Linked DNA regions of Ovis aries: regions 1 and 3 are each linked to region 2. Evidence: chromatin contacts called from public Hi-C data. All regions are on one chromosome and are shown on one strand. Each heading gives the region's core, a stretch centred on a gene start, on an enhancer-like site or on the middle of the called end of the contact. The rest is flanking DNA. Distances are from core to core; before and after follow the strand shown. Region 1 overlaps SUSD1 (sushi domain containing 1). Region 2 holds the start of UGCG (UDP-glucose ceramide glucosyltransferase). Region 3 overlaps SUSD1 (sushi domain containing 1).

Region 1 (3,346 bases), core at 282-2,781, 210 kb after region 2:
TCAGAGGTGCGGGCAGTGGTCCCTAGTCCTGGAGCGGGAATCAGAGCTATCCTGACTGGACCTCTCGGCGAAAGGGATAGTCCAATAACGCTTGGGACACACCTGTGTTTTCAGTGGCTCTCCTGAACATCTGAAAAGGTGCATTCTCTTTTCCTTATTACAAATACAGAGATGGGGAAGTTCTCGTGTACGTTGCCAGTCTGGGCACTGAGGACAGACTCAGGAAGAAGTGATTTCTTTCACATATTTGTCTCCTTTTTCTCTTCCAGCACTCTTGGTTCCATGATGGCCATTCAACCACAGATGATCACCGCGTTGTGTCGAGTAAGTGGTTTATCTACCTGCAGGTACTGGCTTTCTCTCTCTCTTTCCTCCTCTGTTCCCCCCCTCCCTCCACCTCTCCCACCCTGGTTCTCTCCGATCTCTAAGAAGATAATTTTGCCTATAAGCTTTTTGACTTGGCAAACCTAGATACATATTAAAAAGCAGAGATATCACTTTGCCAATGAAGGTCCGTATAGTCAAAGCTACGGTCTTTCCAATAGTCATGTACAGATATGAGAGTTGGACCATAAAGAAAGCTGATCGCTGAAGAATTGATGCTTTTGAACTGTGGTGTTGGAGAAGACTCTTGAGACTCCCTTGGATTGCAAGGAGATCAAACCAGTCAATTCTAAAGGAAATCAACCCTGAATATTCATTGGAAGGACTGAAACTGAAGCTCCAATACTTTGGCCACCTGATGTGAAGAGCCAACTCATTGGAAAAGATGCTGATGCTGGGAAAGATTGGAGGCAGAAGAAGCGGATGGCAGAAGGTGAAATGGTTAAATAGCCTCACTGACTCAGTGGACATGAATCTGAGCAAATTTCGGGAGCAGAGGACACAGGAGCCTGGCATGTGACCTCTATGAGGTCGCAAAGAGTTGAACATGACTGAGCAACTGAACAACAACAAGAGAAAACAGCATGACCTGTGTATGACAGCTCTTCTGACCTTTTGGGTCCACATCAAGGATAAACGTTCATTCTTCCCCTTGACCTAAAGGGTGTGTGAATGAATGGTGGGGCTATTCTGAGGAATTCCCATCAACAGGCTGCCTGCGGGAGCGTGTGGGCCATGAGTCAGAAGCACTGTGATCTCCTCTCCGTCTCATCACCCTTCTCACCAGCACCCTCTTTTGTTTTCACTGCAACACTTGCCCCTGTCCTTCAACATTCCAAAACTTTCATTCTCCCCTGAGGTCAGCAATATATTTAAAGCGCATGCTTTCATCTTGTTCCCATCAGTAAGATTTAACTTAACGTAAGACACTCAGAATGGAAATTCCATGCACTTTTCTTCTGGGAAACCAGCTGCTGCATATTCCAAGTCCAAACCCCTTGCCTCACATTTCTGGTAAAATTCAAAAGTTTACGGTTTTACTAAAACAGAGTCACATCTTAGGCAAGGAAGCACATCTCTTATTCATTAAAGGGAGGGCTTGGGGTCTGTTCTTCTCTTGTTTGTTTGCTTAGAACTTTCACACTTTTTTTAAAATTGCAAATTCTTTAAAGTGGGATAGATAGGGAAAACAGACAGGCAGGGTCTCAATGACTTCAAATAGCTCAACAGTGTCCCCTGGTGGCCATGAGCACAGATACAGAGTGCGTGAGCTACCAGGCTGTTTCATGTACAAAACAAGGTATAAATGAGACTCATCAAGATGAAACTCTCTCTCCCAAATCAAAACATATGAAATGCTAACGTGAATCAGCAGCGCAAAACGTCCAAACAGGAGACGGACCAAAGAGTAGGAGACTGAACAGCTATTCATCTTGATAAACCACCATGGGAAGAAATGCCCAAATTGAACATATCCTTCCAACTCACCAGCTGGTGAATTCTTTTTTGGTCTAAAGCTTTCATTAACTAACCAGGCATTTTCTCAATGCCAACACCACCCGCTGGCCATTTTGAGATTAGTCTTCATATGCGTTCATTACAAAAATATGTCTTTGCTGTGCTATCATTGTCCTTACGTGGGCTAGCACGATCCTTATGTGTTGGGGATTCAAGGCAGAACACACAGACAAAAATCTCTGCCATCAGAGGGCTCCTATTTTAGTAGGGGAAAAGAAAACAAACAAGTAAAAGTCAAAATACAAGTTCTGAAATTAGTTCTGTGAAGAAATTCAAACAGAGGAAATGGATAGAGAGTGATGGGGTGGTGATGGGGAGGTGATTTTTGAAAGGATGAATTTGAGCAGAAACCTGACTGACAGGGCTTCCCTGGTGGCTCAGGTGTAAAGAAACTACCTGCAATGCAGGAGGTGCGGGTTTGATCCCTGGGCCAGGAAGATACCCTGGAGAAGGAAATGGCCTCCAGTATTTTCTAGCTTGGGACATCCCATGTCAGGGGGCCTGAAGGCTGCAGTCAGTCGCAAAAGAATCAAACATGACTTAGCGACTATACAACCAGGACATGTGGAGGGAGTATCTAAGGATCAGTAAGCACCAGATGGAAAGGTCTGGATGCAAAAACAAGTCTGACTCATTTGAGAAATAGCAGGGAAGGTAGGGAGGCAGCTGATGCTTAGTGAGAAAGAGAGAGGGCAGAGGAAGATGAGGTCAGTGAGGCAGGCAAGGGCCAGACTACATGTTCCGTGGTCAGGCACATGGATTCTATTCCAACACTCACGCAAACTCATCCGACAGTTTTGAGCTGGGGATGACGTTCTTATGTGAGTGTTTTTCTTTTTGTATTAATTTTTTATTGGGATATAGTTGATTTACAATGTTTTGTTAGTTTCGGGTGTACAGCAAAGTGAATGAGTTTTACATATACATATATCCACTCTTTTTAAAGGCTCTTTTTCCATACAGGTCGTTACAGAGTCTTGAGTAGAGTTCTTTGTGCTCTACAATAGGTCCTTATTTGCTATCTATTTTATATATTGTTGTGAAAGTGAAAGTCGCTCAGTCGTGTCTAACTCTTTGCCACCCCAAGGACTATACAGTCCACGGAATTCTTCAGGCCAGAATACTGGAGTGGGTAGCTTTTCCCTTCTCCAGGGAATCTTCCCAACCCAGGGATCAAACCCAGGTCTCCTGCATTGCAGGCAGATTCTTTACCAGCTGAGCCACAAGGGAAGCCCAAGAATACTGGAGTGGGTAGCCAGCCTATCTCTTCTCCAGCAGATCTTTCCAACCCAGAGATCAAGCTGGGGTCTCCTGCATTGCAGGCAGATTCTTTACTAGCTGAGCCACAAGGGAAGCCCAAGAATACTGGAGTGGGTAGCCAGCCTATCTCTTCTCCAGCAGATCTTTCCAACCCAGAGATCAAGCTGGGGTCTCCTGCATTGCA
Region 2 (3,251 bases), core at 403-2,902:
AATAGTGACATTTAAAAATTTTCACTTGTAGTGTTATTTCCATGCTAGTACACTATCGAGCTATAACTTTATCAACCAGTAACTCTCAACAATGAAGTCTGGTTTCTAAGTCTTGTTCTTTCTTACTGACTTTACCCAGGTAAAACAAAGGATACAGCAAATCCAGGATTGGTTCTCAACATAGACGTTAATTCAAACTCTTCTAAAGGTGTGCGTACACTCAGTCGCTAAGTCGTATACATCTTTTCTATCCCATGGATTGTAGCCTGCCAAAATCCTCTGTCCATGAGGTTTTCCAGGTAAGAATACTGGAGTAGGTTGCCATTTCCTTTTCCAGGAGATCTTTCTGACACAGGGTAACCCCTGTGTTCTGCATGCAAGTGGATTCTTTCTAACTGAGCCACCTGGGAAGCCCCTTTCTGATTGTAGTTTCTCATTTAATTGTAGATTGAGGTAGTTCATTCGATCAATATCAACTATATAAATAACAATGATAAACAACTTCTTTCCAAAATTGAAATCTATTCTGAAATCTCTCTAGGGAGTCATGGATTATGTAAAAGGAAATCATTTGAAATAATAAACACTTGTCTAAACATAAAACAGTGAAGAATCTACATAAACTCATCTAGGCTAAAGAAAGAGAAACGTTTAGTACTAGATTAAAACATCTCCCTGGACTGATTTAAATTAAGATAAACAGTAGGTTACCTTACTATCCAAAATGCCACATCTTTCCATTTTAGAGTGCTATCCTCCTGGGTAACTTAAAATCTTCTAGTAGCTAGCAGAATTTAAAAAACAGCAGCAAAGGCAGCGAAACAATTTTAATAAATTAACTCGTATCAAAAATATTCTTAAAATTTGAAATCAATATAAAATTAATGACATCAAGTGTATCACTTCATATTAGGTGTATGACTTACATTCGTAACACAACTCATTTAGTTCCTGCTATCCACATTTCAAGCGCGCAATAGCCCCTATGGCTATCATATTGGGCAGGAGTCTTAGAGGACTTCAGAATCAGCTAATCCTTTACATCCAGAGTTTGAGAATTTCTTGTATGTTACATACATGCTGCTTCTAAGGTGCTTAGAGATCTGTGAAGCAGAAGACTTCACTCTCGGTACGTTGTGATCCAAGGCTCGACAGCATTGAAAGTAGCAAGGGAGAAAGGCAATGGGACAGATCCGGACGCCCAGGAACGTGCCTTGGAAGGTCTGGGCCGCTCCGGGCAATGCCCGGCGCAGAGACTGCGGACACAGCTTTGGAAGTTGCACTGCGCGACAACTCGGGGCTGCCTGGAACCCCGGGCCTTTTCCTAGGACGCCCTGGCACACCAGAGCCGGACAAAGGGAAAGTGTCCTCGGAGCTGGACACAGGGTCGCGCTCCGCCGACAGAGGCGGCTGCCCGGGTCGCATTCGCCGGTCGCCGAGAGGTGGGCGGCGGCCGGCGGCTGGAGAGGAACACCCAGACTAGCCCTCCCAGGGGCGCGCTCACGACAGTGACGCCACCAGCGCGAGGGCGGCAGGGTGGGCGGAGAGGAGCGGCGCGCACCGCCCCTCGGAGGGCGGGACCGCGGTTTCGGAGGGCCGGGGCGGGGCGGGGTGCGCCGGGGAGTCGGGGCGCCAGCGGGCGGTTTCGATTAGTGCTCGGAGCTGCGACGGCAGAGCAAGGCGCGGAGCTGCGCTGCCCGGAGCCCGGCGCCAAGGCTGCGGGAAGGCGGCGGCGCAGGCGCGCGGGGTCCGGCAGGCGGCCGCGAAGAGGTGGAGAGGCGAGCGGGAGCGCGGGGCCACGGCCGACCTGACCACTGAGCCCGGCCACCGCAGCGCCGGCACCCGCGAGCGCGCCCGGGCCAGCGCGCGAGGGAGAGCGCGCGGGCGGGGGCGCGCAGGCCCTGCCCGCCCCTTCCGCCCCCACCCCCTCCGCCCCTTCCTCTCCCCACCTTTCTCTCCTCTTCTGCGCCCCCGCGCCGGGCGCCCACCCAGTCCTCCTCCTGCGGGAGCGCTGTCCGCTGCGGCGGCCGGATCGGGCCGGGCCGGGGGATGGCGCTGCTGGACCTGGCCCTGGAGGGAATGGCCGTCTTCGGGTTCGTCCTCTTCTTGGTGCTGTGGCTGATGCATTTCATGGCCATCATCTACACGTGAGTGAGGGGCAGCTGGAGGACCCGCGGCGGGGTCCAGGCCTCGGGGACAGGCGAGGGTAGGAGGAATTTCGCTTTGGAGGAGATTGGGCTCGGATGGGGGTGGAGACAGCCAATTTTCAGACTCTCCCTCCCAGTCTCTCTAGCCTTGGATCAGCTGGGCCGGGGGGTTCATTGGAAGAGAGAAGTGACCAGTGAGGGGGTGGCTGGGCGGCAGGCGACTTCACAGCCAGCGGAAAGAGACTGTACTCTTTTTATGTGTAGGGCGGAGGGTTGCTTGCTTGGTTTGATTGTGCTATGGATTCGTGTGGTTTTTCATCTGGGCCAAGATGTATGGTGTATTGTGAGGTTTTTTTCCCTCTCTCGACCTGGGCCACGTTTCTATTATGATGGTGATCATTTCCACTCTTCTGGGAGCTGCACGCAGCCACCTGGAGACCTCCCTGTGGATTTTCTTCTTCCTGGATAAGCTTTCTGTCCTTAGATAGATGTGAAGCACCTGTCCATCTTGAAAAACGTCCACCAAACCTCTGAACTGGTGGTGTAACCTTAAGTCACGTCAGCTTGTACATTTCAGTGTGGCTACCCCCCACCCCCCAATTCCTTATATTTTGTCTTTAGATTGGGTCCGCCCCGCCCCCCAGGCACATACCTTTTCATTAGATACCATTCATTGAAGACACAGTATCAAGCACGACAGAATTCCTGTCCTCATAGAGCTTACATTCCAGAAGGGAGAGACATAATTAAAATCCGAATAAGGTTATTTCAGATAGTGATAAAGACTATGAAATAAAATAAAATCGGGTAATGGGATGAGTATGACATAGGGTGTGTAACTATTTTTGATATTTTAATTGTTTGACTGTCTTTAAAATGGAAAAAGTCTTTGTAAGGAGATGAAAGAATTGACACAGCCCATTACTCTTGGATTCACTAGACTTTTAGCTGGAAAAAAAAAAAAAAAAAAGATTGTGCATAGTTATCTTTACCACCATTTAGAATAGGGTATATGTTAGTAGAGAGAAGACTTTAAGAAATTACTTAACAGTTTTTCTTTCCCTTTCACTGCAGAAAAAGTACTTCTTCCTTTTAGAAATGCTG
Region 3 (3,044 bases), core at 95-2,594, 190 kb after region 2:
CCCTCTGACTTCTAGACACAGATTTAAAGGGCTCACATGATAAGATCAAGTCCACCCGGATAATCTCCCTATTTGGGACTCCAGTTACATCTTTAAATACTATCACAGCAACAACTAGAATACTCTACAAATAAGTAAGAGCAGGTGGGTGTACCCCAGGGACCAGCAATTTGTGAGGCTGTATTATTAGGAGAATACTACCTACTACAATTATGAAGGTTCAAAATGAGTGTGTATGTATGTATGTATACATACAGATGCACAGCATATTCATACATATACATACCCACTAGGCTTATATCTGGATGTCAATCTTCTCTGGCTTATTTGGTAGTGTTGCACCTGCTATGCTTCATTTTTCATCAGACTGTACTACTAGTTCCCCAGTAATCATTCAACCCAATCCAATAAAGTTTGGTTAAATACCTACTGCTTACCAGGCACAGTTCTCGCTCTTCAAATGCTATCCCTCAAGGGTATGAAATCTAGTGAGAAAAGACAAGTGCACCAGTGGCTTGAAAGTACAGTAGAATGGCTAAAGAGAGGGAGGGAAGAGAGATCCTGCCCTGTTGAGGAAATCTATAAAGTGTCAAGGAGAAAATGGCATTTGATTTTAATCTTGAAGAACAGGAGGGACTGTAATAAACAGAAATTGCAGGAAGATTATAGGGTGATCCAGGTGAAAGTAAGCACAGAATCATATGAGCAAAGACATTCAAGAGAGAAAAGAAGGGACACAGGCAGAGAAGTATGGGCACATTGGTTTAAATGGAGAAGAATGGAGATGCAATCAGAACTGAGGCCTTGGACACCAGACTAAGAAGTACTGGTAGGACTTCCCTGGCGGCCAGTGGTTAAGAATCTGCCTGCCAACGCGGGAGACTCGGGTTCAATGCCTGGTGCAGGAAGATCCCCCATACCGCAGAGCAGCTAAACTGTGCACCACAGCTACTGAGCTGGCACTCCACAAGACAAATCACCTCAATGAGAAGCCTGTGCACTGTAAGAAAGAGTAGCCCCTACTCACTGCAACCATAGAAAGGCTGTGTGCAGCAACAAAGACGCAGCGCAGCCAAAAGATATGTACATAAATTCCCCCCAGAGTAATTTTTTTTAAAAAGTAGTAGTGGAGAACTCTGGAGGGACCACCAGGGGAAATCAGAAAATCAGTACTGCACCTTATTAACATGTCGGGCGGCAGAGTAGGCTGGAGGGAAGAGGGAACCCCTGAACACTCTTGTGGGAAATAAGAAATAGGCTTGGCCAGTCGTCCAAAGGCCTCTGCTCAGGGAGTGAACACAGAAATGACAGAGAGGCCTGCCCAAGTGCAAAATGTGGGCTAAAAGAGAAAGAGGAGGGGTCATAAATGACTCAGAGGTTTCATGCCTGTGACTAAAGAATGTTCCCTGATGAGAATTACACTTTCTCATCATCTCACGTATCAGATGATCTTGTGCTATGACTCAAGAAAACACAGGCTCAAGTCCTTTGTGGCTGGAAAGGATCGCAGGGATCTTGGAGGAAGGAAATGAAGAACCAGCCAAGTTAAATACAATTTACAAGATACTCGACTGATTATGAGCAGGGCTCGGGCAAGGGAGCTCAGGCCTCAGCTCCCTTGATGAGTTTCCCATGAAACCCACTGCTGGCTCCCTGGTCGTCATCACTAAGCCCTCTTAGGAAAATGTATGAAAGGTGACATAGCATAATTCATCAGCGGGCAAAAGCAAGAATGGGGCTGTTGGTTGGCACGAGTGAACCGAAACAATCTCAGGACTAATTTGGATCCTAGTTTTCTCCAGATTACTTTCTGAAAAGGCAGTCTCCAAAACTTCTGCAAAAGGAGACTGCCAGGTGAGTGGCCACCCAAGTAAACCCTGTACATAGATATATCTGTGCGAGCGTCCCCTTCAGAATTTCAACACCACAGTGGGTTTTCTATTATCTCAGAGCTTTCTAGTAGCTTGTATTTAAAGGTTCAAACTCTCTTTCAATATAAGGGGGAAAGGGTACTGCCAAAAACCACTTAGATATTTCCAAAGCAAAATCTTTCCTGTTAATCTTGGTAAAATGACCATGGCCAGCTCTTCGGCCATATCTTCTATCTAGTGTGAGTTTGTTACTTACACCAAACAGCTGTGGAAAGTAGTAGATTCTGGAAGCTACTGTTTCTGAAGGGCCTAGCCACAATGCTTGTATGCCTCCATTTTTCGGATAGAAGCACCTCTTTCCCTAGTAGGAGCTCCTTCCCGCCCTTTAAGCTTTGGGGAATGGATTGGTAGAAAAATTTCCAAATGTTGGAATGTGTGATTGTTCCTTGTGGCCATCATTCAATTCCAAGAAAGGGGGCTTAGCTAACCGGAAAGCAGAAATGTACCAGCGCACATCTTTGTTAAGATAGGCCCTCACTTGTGATGCTAAGTGAAGTTAAATCAGACAGAGAAAGACAAACGCGGTATGATCTCAATGACACATGGAATCTTAGAAAGCTGAAGTCACAGAAACAGAGTGGTGGTTGTCAGGGGCTGGGGGGTAGGGGAAATGAGATATTGATCAAAGGGTATAAACTTCCAGATGTAAGATGGGTAAGGTCTGGGGATCTAGTGTATAGCATGGTGACTATAGTCAACAGTACTGTATTGTATACACTTGGAAGCTGCTAGGAGAGTAGATCTTAAATATTCATATATGCACAGATTTTATAGATGTATAAATTACATATTATAAGGTGATTACATAAGGTGATGGAGATAGTAATTAACCTCATGGCGGTAATCATTCTGCAGTACATACATGAATCAAATCACACTAAACACCTTAGTGAGTGAAGTCGCTCAGTCGTGTCTGAATCTTTGCGACCCCGTGGCTGTAGCCCCCCAGGCTCCTCCGTCCATGGGATTCTCCAGGCAAGAATACTGGAGTGGGTTGCCATTTCCTTCTCCAGGGGATCTTCCCGACCCAGGGATCGAACCCAGGTCTTCTGCATTGCACGCAGACGCTTTAACCTCTGAGCCACCAGAGAAGCCTGGTAAACACCTTAAATT

Evidence for each region. A called contact is a pair of places that touch in the nucleus more often than the background predicts.
Region 1: a contact with region 2 is called in a Hi-C map of skin fibroblasts, with 4 times the contacts expected there. The contact joins the enhancer-like site here to the promoter of UGCG in region 2. A contact is called at or near these places in 3 of 16 Hi-C or Micro-C datasets (liver, skin fibroblasts and tail adipose tissue).
Region 3: a Hi-C map of tail adipose tissue shows a contact between it and region 2, with 4 times the contacts expected there. The contact joins the enhancer-like site here to the promoter of UGCG in region 2. A contact is called at or near these places in 3 of 16 Hi-C or Micro-C datasets (liver, omental adipose tissue and tail adipose tissue).

The regions. Positions count from the first base shown.
Region 1 is chr2:11,446,231-11,449,576 of ARS-UI_Ramb_v3.0, reverse strand. All of the region lies in intron 12 of SUSD1 (sushi domain containing 1), which reads right to left. Among named protein-coding and RNA genes, the nearest start is that of SUSD1, 100 kb to the right of the region's middle. Within about 2 kb of position 1,531, at least 7 of the 54 cell types and tissues checked have an H3K27ac peak or open chromatin away from gene starts, as enhancers often do.
Region 2 is chr2:11,653,583-11,656,833 of ARS-UI_Ramb_v3.0, reverse strand. UGCG (UDP-glucose ceramide glucosyltransferase) reads left to right here and starts at 1,652. Exons shown (of 9, transcript XM_004004013.5): 1 at 1,652-2,147. The coding sequence starts at 2,050.
Region 3 is chr2:11,465,646-11,468,689 of ARS-UI_Ramb_v3.0, reverse strand. The region is part of intron 15 of SUSD1 (sushi domain containing 1); the gene reads right to left. Among named protein-coding and RNA genes, the nearest start is that of SUSD1, 120 kb to the right of the region's middle. Within about 2 kb of position 1,344, at least 8 of the 54 cell types and tissues checked have an H3K27ac peak or open chromatin away from gene starts, as enhancers often do. A contact at or near this core is called in tail adipose tissue, where this site is marked.